3 separate regions of the Mus musculus genome follow, and all the other regions are linked to region 2. Evidence: chromatin contacts called from public Hi-C and promoter capture Hi-C data. All regions are on one chromosome and are shown on one strand. Each heading gives the region's core, a stretch centred on a gene start, on an enhancer-like site or on the middle of the called end of the contact. The rest is flanking DNA. Distances are from core to core; before and after follow the strand shown.

Region 1 (3,944 bases), core at 957-3,456, 1.2 Mb after region 2:
TCCGCCTTTCCTCTAGCAGGGTCACAATGGTACAGGAAAGGCCAGGCATGGTGGGTGCATGGCAACCCCATGAGGGCAGTGCAGAAAATGCATAGCAAGTTTCAGGCCAGCCTGGGCTAACTGAGATCTCCATTTTTCATGATTGTGATCCCTCCCAAACATAAAACCAATTATGTAGAAAAGATTAAAGAGAAGCTAGGAAATATACACATTAACTTATCCAGTCTGTAGGGGAAGGGTACTTGGGTCCCAGGCTGTTCTCTATTAACAGAATTTTAAAGGATCTTTTATTTACCTTGTAACATTTTCATACATATAAATGAGATCTCTTGATGATATTTATTTTTAACTCTCTTTCCCACTCCCCCAAGCATCTTCAACATATCCTCTCCCTCTTCGTGGCTCCTCCTCCTTTTTGTAATTCACTGAATCTAATTAGTGCTGCTTGTTAGGATGTTGATAGATCTTGGCTTGATACTGTGTAGGTCATCATTGCTACAGAATGTTCATGGCCACCTCATGGCCAGAAGTCAGCATCTCATAACATTCGTCTTGATCTTCTGGTTGTTACATTTTTAAGAAAAACTTTAAAAATATTTATTAGCTTTTAGTTTATGTGTGTACATCATGCATGCATGGTTGCCCATAGAGGCTGGAAGGGGGATTCCTGGAGCCAGAGTGACAGGGCTTGTGAACCACCTGATGTGGGTGCTCAGCTGGGAACTGAACTCCAGTCCTCTGGAAGAGCAACGTGGGATCTCTCCACTCCATGGATCTTACACTCTTTCCCTTTCCTCTCCTTGATGTTCCCTGAGCGTTGAGGGTGGGGGTGGGGAGGCTGAGACAGATACTTCATTTAATGTTGTACACTCATAGGTCACTTATTCTCAGCTCGCGGACTAGTTGTGAGTCTCTGTACTAGTTGCTGCTCACTGCAGAAGAAGCACCTCTGGCCAAGGTTGAGAGAAGCATGAAAACCCAACATTTTAAAGGCAAAACCCAACATTTAAAAGGCAGTCTGATAACAGGATCATTTAGCAAAACAGCAGAAGGTCCCTGACAGTCCTGTAGCATGTGGGAATTGACACAGAGCAATGCCGCTGATAACTTTTTTCCTACAGCAGCCTGCATAGCAGCTTTTGACACTATGCAAACTAGCAAGCAGGAGGGAAGTTTTCATGTCTGCTCCAACTTGATTTTCTATGTCTTGTGAAACCAACTTGTTAGAAGTTTTAAAACTGTGTAGAGGAAAATAGTGAGTATTAAAGACTGGCATTTTTAATGAACCAGACCAGGTAGCTCTTTGTCTCCAGGTTAGTTTCCTCAATGTAGGGTGGGATGCTTTTGGTATCTTTGCTTGGGAGGGCAGCTTCAACTCCCAACTCCCAAGATCCAGTTAAACACTCTAACTTAGAAAGTGAACAAGAGTGATGTTTTGTAGCTGAGGGGAGGGCATGTGCCTCCTGCCCTTACCATATATCCTCTTCAGACGCGGATTTATGCCCAGTTCCCATCTATGTCAGAGCCATCACCCCCTCCCCATAGCATACAACCAGTGAGTTTTATTTCTCTATACCACAGCTAGTAGCTCTGAGTGAATGAGGGGATCAAGTACGTTGGTCAAGGACATTTTTGCCCCTCAGCCTGCTGAGTGGTTGGCCAAAACAGTGTTCTTAGCTTACAAGATCCCTGTCTTTGTGCTTTGGGTCAGCATGGTTACAGGACAGAACTTATCTTCTAAGCGGGTTGATTCACTGTGAGCCGACAGGCCAGTGGAAAGGAGACTAGAGCTATGGCGCACTCTATGCTCTGATACGAACCAGGAAGGATGCTTCTGGAAGACTATGCATCTCTATGGGGTTCTAGGCTCACACTGCCTAGTAGTAGCTACAGCCACACCCTTCTTAAGTAGACTATAGGCGGGTCCAAACAGGAGGAGGGCTGCTCAGAGCACTTGGAGCTTGAGCGCTTCTGGGAGCCGCAAGCCTACGTGGACCACACAGTGAAGGCCAAGGGACATCCATCTCCTCTCCTTCAGTCCAGTTCCGAATGTTCACCAAGGCTTTCCTCCCGTCTTGGCCCCTCCTCTGCTCCCCATAGGCCCCGCCCCTCGTCCCACCTCCAGTCCCACGCACACTCACTCGCTCCTTTCTACACAACCCCGCCTTCTTCCCCGCCTCTGGCCCCGCCCCGCCCGCCTCTGCTAAGGCGCCTAAGGCCAGGTCTCTGGAGGACCCTGAGCTAGCCATGGCGTTCCCTGGCCCGCGGGTGCTGGTGGTGGGCAGCGGCATCGCGGGGCTGGGCGCTGCGCAGAAGCTCTGCAGCCACCGGGCTGCTCCACACCTGCGGGTTCTGGAGGCCACCGCCAGCGCCGGGGGCCGCATCCGCTCGGAACGCTGCTTCGGTAACCGCTCCTTGGTCGACCCCAGACCCCATCCGGTTCCTACTGAGCCAGGAAGCCTTCCTTTTTTGGCTCCCGGAGTAAAGGAACACACCCTCCGTTCACTGAGCCTGGAAAGTCAACTGCCTAAAGTTAGGAGAGTACTCTCTAGGGAAGGCAACCTAGGGTCCCGCAGTTGCTTTGCTCAGCTTTGGGGTTTCTCGGGTTTCTCCTTAAGTGAAGGAAGCCTGTACAGGCTGTCTCGCCCCTCCCCAGGAGTTCCCGAAATCTGGTCTGACCAAGCCATGCCTTTAGGAACTACTTTACCCTGAGGAACAGGACCCTTGGTCCTGGTATACAAGGGGACCATGTGACTCTCAAGGTGTTCCTAGAGTATGCTTGCGAAAGGGTGGGGCTGCTTTTTCTGGGGAGAGGGCCTCCAGGTAGCATTTCCTGTGCCCTCCTAGGTGGTGTAGTGGAGCTGGGTGCACACTGGATCCATGGGCCCTCCCAGGACAATCCTGTCTTCCAGCTGGCTGCAGAATTCGGGCTCCTGGGGGAGAAAGAATTATCGGAAGAGAACCAGCTTGTGGATACAGGAGGGCACGTGGCCCTGCCCTCCATGATCTGGTCCAGCTCTGGAACAAGTGTGAGCCTGGAGCTGATGACAGAGATGGCCCGTCTGTTCTATGGACTGATAGAGCGGACCCGAGAATTCCTGAATGAATCTGAAACCCCAATGGCCAGTGTTGGAGAGTTCCTGAAGAAGGAGATAAGTCAGCAGGTGGCTAGCTGGACCGAGGATGATGAGGACACCAGAAAGCGCAAGCTGGCTATCCTGAATACTTTCTTCAACATAGAGTGTTGTGTGAGCGGCACCCACAGCATGGACCTGGTGGCTCTTGCACCGTTCGGGGAGTATACAGTGCTGCCTGGGCTGGATTGCATCTTGGCTGGGTATGGGCCATAGCCCTGCCAGCTCTGTCCCTACTGTCCAGGCAGAGGCACTAGACTGGAGAAAGGAGGGAGAAGGGGAGAGAGGAGGAGGCTTGGAGCGGGCAGGTGAGGGCACTGCCCTCCCCATTCAGAGGGATTGGTTTCTCTTTCTCCTAGTTGTGTTTAAGCAAAGATTCGTCTAGGGAATTGAGGAGGAAGTATCTTGAATGCTCATTTCTTCTGATATCCTAGGGTAGCTCCTGTGCCAGGTGTTACTCAAGGGCCTTCAAGTGCAGAGAAGCCAAGCAGGCTCCTTCCCTATGGCAGGCAGGCTTGTGCTTGCTTCTAGGAACAAAGACATTGATTGGGCGGGGCTGGTCTCCTATACCTCCCACCCACACCCCTAACATCAGGCCCAAGGCTTCTGTCTAGGAGATAGGATTTGTGATGTAGGAAGTGTGCAAACCTGGGGCTGGTGTGGTGGTGGGGAACTCCGGTTCTCATGGGAACCAGTCAGTGTTGTGTTCATTGACTTATGGGACCCTCATTAGTCCGGATGCAGATGTTAATGGTTCTGTGTTTTAAGGGGTTGCCTCTCTTTCTGGCTCTGAGCGATGCTCCTCTGGAT
Region 2 (3,641 bases), core at 928-3,427:
AAACACAAAACCTTAACCCTTGAAACGTCTAATGACAACCCCCTTCTGCCAATGACTCAGCAGTCTGGCGTGCATGTCAGCTGAGTGTATGTTAACCGAGACCTCTCAGGAATACTCAGAAACTCCCCTAGATGAAGTCTTAACAGCATAGTGTCAGAAATCAAATTTCAACTAGCTACGAAAGTGACTTTACACAAAACATCACTTGATCTCTTAAGAGAAAAGACAAAAAAACTTCTCAATCAAAAAATTCCAACTGTTTGACGTTTGACATTAGGGAATAAAACCTGAATTACGAGATTTTTTTTTTAATGTGGCTGTAGTTTGAAAATACAGATTCTGTAATGTGTTAGGCTGATTAAATTCTGCCTACTAAAATCTCGTTTAGGGTAATAAATTCAGCTAACTCAGTGTCTCTGAATGCAAGCTTTTTAAAAACTCTTTTAACACAACACTGCTCTGAGTTACCCTATTCCAGTACTCCAGGACACAGAATCTCTGGACAGCATAGTCTACACAAGTTCTAGGACAGCCAGAGCTATACAGAGAAACCACGTCTTCACACTAAAGTGGGTACTGTGGCCCACACCTTTAATCCCAGCACTAGGGAGGTGGAGGCAGGCAGATCTCTGGGAGTTCACTGAGAGTGAGACCCTGCCTGGGGGGGGGGAGGGGAGTTGACACTAAAGCATTCATTTTAAAGGTTTGGAAAGCCTCTCTCTCACGTTTACTGACATGCGTTTTACCTGGTGAACTCTTGCTTCAGAGAGTACAAAGGTCAACAGGATCCTCCTCCAGTCTCAGGGCCTGAGACTCAACTCAGACTCAACTCAGGCCCACCAGGTAGCTCTCAGAAATGGACAATGGCACATAGCACCCAGGCTGGCCTTGCAAAACTAGCAGCTGTCTGCGCAGTGCTAACAGTCTGTAAAGGCTGATGCTGGGAGAGCCTTTCTGTTATTTGTGAGACAGGGTCTGGCTACAGAGCCCCGAACTAGCCTGGTACGACTGTGTAGTCCAGGCTAACCTGGAATTTGTCAAGACTCAACTTCACCCACCCCATGATGGGATTTTAGGTGTGTCACCACACCCAGCCTCACTTCCATTTTAACCTACAATCTACTTCACTGCTTGCAGTGAGCCTACTGAACTAAATTATAAGCACTTTACCCTCCTTTTGAGCTGTTGTAGCTCTCTTCCACACTACCTCCAGCCATACCCCCTCTCTGTTTTTCTCTTTGTAGACTTGGCTGTCCTGAAATTCACTCTGTAGACCAGGTTGGCCTCGAATTTACAGAAATCCCCCTGCCTCTGCCTCCTGATTGCTGGGATAAAAGGTTTGTGCCACCACTGTGCGGCTATCCCACCTCTTAACTCTAAAACCTGACAGAGGTCTGAAACCCTGTATCCTCCTCTTCCATCAGGAAGTGGCAACAAAGCAAGCCAGGGGTAAAGATTGGGGGAGAGGGGACACAGCGGCAAAGCCTGTTAATTCCAAATTCCAGCTACTCTAGAGGCTGAACCAGGAGGATCACAAGTTCAAGACCAGTATGTCTTAAAGCAATAAAATGAAAACTGGTAGTGTTGCTCGGGAAATGAGCACTTACCCAGCACGTTCAGATCTGGTTCTGTCCCCAGTACCAAGTAGGAAAAGTGAAAGGCACTACAGTCATAAATATTAATGACTTCAATCAAAGCACTGAAAATTCAACTGCAACCTCTAACTCACTTAAGCAACTCTGAACAAGGGGACGCCAAGGGCCTGAAATCTGAGCTACTCGGGAAGCTGAGGAAGGAGGATCGCAGAGTTCGAGGCTCCCCTGACCTACAGAGTCTGAAAATACAGAACTATGACAGTGTGAAGAACAGAGCAGGAAAGAAAGACCCGGCCTGCCTGTGAAGGTACTGTCTGTAAGATGCCCCGAGGCTCACCACCCAGCCCCGGCTGCACCGAACTGCATCGCGGCCTCCACTCACCGCACCCCAGCCCGCGACCCTACCGCCTCCGCGGCCCCTCTCGGCCCACTGCCTCACCCTGCAGGTTCTCCTCCCCGCTCTGCGACATGGTGGCTCGGCAAAGGAGCCCGAACCCAACTGCGACAGGCCTGGGAGGCGGTCACCGAGAGGTAGCAGGGGCAGCCTGCGCCGCTCAGTTCTGAGGCCAGGCGACACTGGACTGAGGGACAAGGGGCGGGGCGGGGCGGGACGCACGCGGCGGCGGAGCCCATTGGCTGGGGGGCGGGGCCTGCAGGTGGGGGAGGAACGCGGGGGAGCGTGTGGCACGTGCGGCGCGTGCGCCGGCATGGGCGGGGCCTGAGGCAGGAGTGCGCGGGAGGGCGGCTGTTTTTAAGGTCTAATGCAGAAGTGGACCGGGGGCTGTGCCTGAGGCTGGAGTAACTGGGACCTAGGCGGGTAGGGAAGAGTCTGGGGGCGGGGCTCGAGGTCTGAGCCTTGGGACTCCGAGGTGCGCGCATTGCAGAGGCCAAGAGGCGGGTCTTGAAGCCAGGCTGGAGGTGGGCAGACGTGGGCGGGCTCCGAGATAGGCGTGGCATGAGGACGTGCGGCCAGGTTTTTGGGCGTCTGGCCTTGGGTGCTGAGTTTGCCCCTCCTGCTCGCGGTTGACCCATAGTTCCCCAATCTCCTCCGGAACCTGCGAGCGCCAGCAATGGGAGCACACATGGTCTCGCTGTCTCTATGCACGCTTACAGATAGTTTTTTAGGTTGCATCTTTAAGAAAAATGCAGTCCGGGAGTGCTTATGTATAACTCTAGTCCCAGCCCTGGTTCGTGGCCAGGCTGGGCTGCACTGTATGAAGCTGTTTACAACAAAGCAAAACAAAAAATTTGCCAGTATTCTACTGCAGCATCAATGGCGAGTTGGGTAGTGCTGTGGTATGCTGCATGCGAGAAAGGACGGCATTTTTGGACAGGAACGGTTGGAGAGACCTTTGGAGGGCCAGTTTTGAGGATTCTGCATCCTCCCTGTAACCTACCCAGTAGCTTCTCTGTACTTGGAGGTTGGAATTCCCTCTTGATACAGTTCTGGGATAGAGAAGGGGCTTGTGAACCTCAAAAGAAGCTATCTTAGTAGCAGTGGGTCAGGTCACTAGAAGCAGCTTCATTTGGTGTTTTGTTTTTTCCCAGACAATGTCATAACCGAGGCTGGCTTTGAATTGGCTGTGTAGCAAAAGCTAACCTTGAATTTCCGATCCTACTGCTTTCGCCTCCTGAGAGCTGGGATTATAGCTATGCAGCCTTGATTTCCGTTTGTTTTGTTTGGAGTGCTAAGGTTATACGAGGGCCTTGCACATGCAAGTTCACTGCAGCTGAGCCATGTCACCAGACTGAATCTGATGTCTTTTTTTAGACAGATTCGCTTTGTAACCTACTCTGGTCTTAAACTTTTTTTCCTGCCCCAGCTTCCCAGTGGTTCCACCACTCTTAACTGAAAGCTTGCTTTCTTACAGTGCTCGGAGCTCTAGCCTAGGGCCTTCAGAACAATAAACAGATTCTCTGCTACAGACACCAAACCTTTGTCTCAACCCCCCAGGTGCTGGGATTACAGACATACTACCACACCTAGCAAGAAAAAAACAGCTGTGGTCCTGCTTGGTGACAGACTCTGTGTCCAGCAAGAAACAG
Region 3 (3,943 bases), core at 9-2,508, 1.3 Mb before region 2:
CTTAGGAGTACTGAGGTCATAGATGTGTACCACAACATTTGGCTTTTTTAAATGGGTTTTAGGGATCTAGTTCCAGGTCTGATGTCTGTGGCAAGTGCTTTTACCCACTGAGGCATCTTGCCAGCCCTAGCATTCTTTGTCTTATAAAGGCACCATTCACTGGGCAGAGCATCTACCTTAAATCAGGCTGTTCTTTTGTTTGTTTGTTTGTTTGTTTTGGTTTTTTTCAAGACAAGGTTTCTCTGCAGCCCAGGGTTTCTCTGTATAGCCCTGGCTGTCACTTTGTAGACCAGGCTGGTCTCGAGCTCAGAAATCCGCCTGCTTCTACCTCACAAGCGCTGGGATTAAAGGCGTGTGCCACTACTGCCCGGCTGGCTGTTCTTTTGTAATGTGGCTAGATGAGCAAGGCCCTTCTTTCTAAGCACACCCACATTCATACATCTAGGAGCTAGACCCAGGGCATCTCCTTTGCGGCCACTATCAATGGAGAGCTGTTTATTTCCACATCTCGCCTTGAGCCGTTGCTGTCACAGAGAGGTTGGATGGTTCCTTGATGGGAAAGTGCGCAGCATGGTGACTGTTGGGAGGGTGTCTCAGGGGCTGGCATTATCCTTCTTTACCTCCAATACTCACGGCTGGGTCTGGGTAGCCCTTTTTCTCCAACATCAATAACTGTTACAGGTCCCCAGTTCGTTCTCCCTTCTAATCACCCCACTGGCTCCTGCCAAACTTGGGATCGGACTGGATCTGGTTTCAGGAGGAGGACGCCCTGGCCTTGTGGCTCTTTATTCTTCTGGCACTTTCCTACAGCGCCTTGCGGACTGGGCTGTGGCGAGCTGTTTGCTGCGTCTCTCTCTGAGTTTTACCCTCAGCGATATATATGTTTTTTCTAAACCAGAAACGGAACAAACACTAAAAAGCTATGGAGAACTTTACTCCTCTCCTCTCCTCTCCTCTCCTCTCCTCTCCTCTCCTCTCCTCTCCTCTCCTCTCCTCTCCTCTCCTCTCCTCTCCTCTCCTCTCCTCTCCTCTCCTCTCCTCTCCTCCTTTCTCTTCTTCCTTTCTTCCTTTCTTTAAATTCACAAATGTGACCTCAGAAACAGTATGCAAATTTCGAGAAAGCCTGAGTTATGAGGAGAGCAGGCACCTTCCCTTCTGAGTCTTCAGGGTTAGGTTAGGAGTGGTGCGCTGATCCAGCTCTGGAGCTCAGGGAAGCCGGGCTCCAGATCCTCAGTGTGTCAGCGATCACGCTGCATGTTCCCACTAGGAGGCGCTCTAGACACAGTTTCAGCACACACCACCTCCAGGGACCTGCCACCTCTGCTTGATGCTGGACACACAGGAAAGCAGGAGGCTGAAGCATCCACCTAGCCCCCAGTTTATCCTCATCAACCAGGCACAAAGCAGGGCTCCGTGTGAGAACAGGTGTGGCTTATTTTCCCTAAAACTGTCGCCTATCTCGGGTCCTCTGGAGGAACAGCAAGTGCCCTTATCAACTGAGCCATTTCTCCAGCCCGTCGCAATACTCTGTTTTATTCAGCCAGAGACCCCAGCGCTCAGAATGGTGTCACTCAGATTTAGGGTAGCTCTTCCTATTTACATGAACTCAATCTGGAAGATCTCTTGCAGACATGTTCAGAGGTTAATGACCAAACCCTATCAAACTGACAAGCAAGATTAACCATTAGAGCACATGTTCTTTACATAGCCTCTCAATAAAGACAACACCCTGGGAAGATCAGCCCAAAGCCCCGGTGCTTAAGCTTCAGTGAGAAAGAAGAACGTCTGGACTGTTACAGAGACAGCAGAATGTGCCTCCCGAGAGTCTCGCCTGGAAGTGTACAAAGTACCGGCAGAAACTCAGTCATGGGACTGACTTACTGTATAAAAGCAAGAACTTTGGAATAAAGTAAAAAAACTTTACAGCACTTTGCAATGGACTGGTATATCATTGTGAGCATATTTTGCAGTTAAAAGATTTATCTAGCCTAAACATAATTTTTCTTTTATAAAAGAATGTATTTTAAAATTTCCGTTCTTTTCTATGATGACAAGAGGGTCTTGGAATATGATGCCTGGAATATATTTCTGCAAAAATCAATACATTTAATCCAAACCTTCGAAGTTAAGATGATATTTAGCCAATGTGTGAGAAATATTTTTTTGGAAGGAAAGCAGACTATGGAGAAAGCATTAAAACTCCCCAAGCCGGCGTTTGGGAATGCGATTTGATTTTGTTGCTGACATATATATGTACCACTCCTATCTCTGGCTGTGTGGAAGCAGAATCTCTTAACGTAATTCAATTTTCCAAATGAAGACTTTGAGCACATTTGTGGAACTAGGAAATGACACTTAGCACTTTGGCTGATGAGGGTAACTGAATGATACCAGCCAAGCTGTAGCCATCCGCTCCTGTTAGGAGCCTGCACACAGATGCTGAAGAGGATCCACGCAGCCCAGGGCCTGGCTTTGGGGACCCCTGGAATACAGCACTCTGGCTTTTAGGTTTAATGGCTACAGATCCTAGATTCAGTTTAAGTTAATAGTCCTTGAGTGTTCAGACTGTGTGTGCATTTGGGCTGGGGCTGGGAGCACACAGAGGAACAAGGACATCCTGGAAGGGAATGCAGAGAGTAGGCAAAGCTCCACACAGTCTGTTGGCTGAAGGCTATAAGGAAGAGCTTGCACTGATGGGCTGGTACGGAGGTAATCTCTGGTTTGGAGGTGATCCTGAGGTTGAGAGGAGAAAGGTACTGGCCAAGGGGCAGAACGTAGGTGCCATATATAGGTCCAGTATGCATGATTTGTTTAGGGTTTTCTGAGTCCTAGTGCCATCCTGTGTATATCCCCGAGACCCTCTGGTCCAGCCATGCTAACCACCCTGGAGGAGTAGGGCTTTGTGTGCATGGGAGCAGGTTACTGACTGCACAGCTCATCTTTAAATCTCATTTATCTGCTACAGTTTGGCCTTGCCTGTAGCTCCTGTGTGCAGATCAGTGTTGGGGTTTGGTCCAGTGCTGTGTATACAAATGCTAAGTTCTGAGCCCCAAGATCTGGTTGTCCTCAGATGAGTGAATTCTCACATACACTGACATTCGTTGTGTAAACCTTGCTCCCTAATTTAAAGTGATCAGTTAAATAAAAGTGGCTATAGCAAATTATTAGAGAGAATAGAAGTAGGTAGGGCTTCTGTTACGGGGCAGGAGGTCTCCATTAGATCAGGAACACGTGCCTTAGTGAAATGCCCCCTGAGGATAGACTGATGGAGCAGAAATAACCCAGGTGAGACTCACACAGTAAGTACTCAGGGAATGTAGCTGGAGATGGAGTCAATCTATTGTTGGAAAAATAGATGAGGGGTAATTCAGCCAGTAATTGTGCTAAAGCTGAATAAATAAATCTAGTGGGCCTCAGTCCCGATTACTGGGGGGCTGGCCCAATCATGTTAAGAACTATACAGTTAATGGACATTTAAAGCAATAGATCATCACAGACAGAGAGAGCTTAGCCAGGTCTGCAGCTGGAGAGTAGAACCTGTCCTCAGAAATGGCGGTGCGGTGCTCCACCTGAGGGGAGTGCCCTGTCCTCACAGAGAACACTCGCCAGCCAGCAACCTGATAGGAGAGGACGAATTGGTCAGACAAGATAGACTGTGACATGAGCCCATTGTTAGGCTCAGCTTCAGGGACAAAGTTATCCTGCAAAAGACTTCGACAAGGTTGTCCGACGATCTCCACCAGCCTTGGGTCTGCTTGGTAGCCCTGTGATGGTGGCTCAGGACTGACACAGCATTATGTATGACTGCCTCTTCCAGGTGTAGGTTTTAGTTGATCAAAGGCCCCTTGTCCCACCTTTGCTTTAATTAATATTAATGAAGGTTGGTAGCCAACACAGAACTTTGGAGTACAGTGGAACGTGTGCTATTTAGACTAATTGAGGA

Evidence for each region. Promoter capture Hi-C pulls out the DNA fragments that hold promoters and counts their contacts. A called contact is a pair of places that touch in the nucleus more often than the background predicts.
Region 1: a contact with region 2 is called in a Hi-C map of B cells, with 6 read pairs. The contact joins the promoter of Paox here to the promoter of Bnip3 in region 2. A contact is called at or near these places in 4 of 39 promoter capture datasets (liver, neutrophils and pre-B cells), 3 of 484 Hi-C or Micro-C datasets (B cells, the G1E-ER4 cell line and uterus) and 2 of 115 datasets of contacts at active chromatin or transcription factors (embryonic stem cells and pancreatic cancer cells).
Region 3: a contact with region 2 is called in a promoter capture Hi-C map of hippocampal neurons, with 6 times the contacts expected there. The contact joins the enhancer-like site here to the promoter of Bnip3 in region 2. A contact is called at or near these places in 8 of 39 promoter capture datasets (the C10 cell line, cranial neural crest, embryonic stem cells and 5 more), 2 of 15 datasets of contacts at CTCF or cohesin (large pre-B cells and pro-B cells), 3 of 484 Hi-C or Micro-C datasets (B cells, cardiomyocytes and neural progenitor cells) and 3 of 115 datasets of contacts at active chromatin or transcription factors (the 230-238 cell line, astrocytes and pro-B cells).

What each region holds. Positions count from the first base shown.
Region 1 is chr7:140,123,479-140,127,422 of GRCm38.p6, forward strand. It overlaps Paox (polyamine oxidase (exo-N4-amino)), which reads left to right and starts at 2,207. Exons shown (of 7, transcript NM_153783.4): 1 at 2,207-2,404; 2 at 2,848-3,337. The coding sequence starts at 2,248.
Region 2 is chr7:138,907,329-138,910,969 of GRCm38.p6, forward strand. It overlaps Bnip3 (BCL2/adenovirus E1B interacting protein 3), which reads right to left and starts at 2,178. Exons shown (of 6, transcript NM_009760.4): 1 at 2,035-2,178. The coding sequence starts at 2,065.
Region 3 is chr7:137,601,978-137,605,920 of GRCm38.p6, forward strand. No RefSeq gene overlaps it. Among named protein-coding and RNA genes, the nearest start is that of Gm51411, 50 kb to the right of the region's middle. Within about 2 kb of position 1,259, at least 4 of the 459 cell types and tissues checked have an H3K27ac peak or open chromatin away from gene starts, as enhancers often do. A contact at or near this core is called in hippocampal neurons, where this site is marked.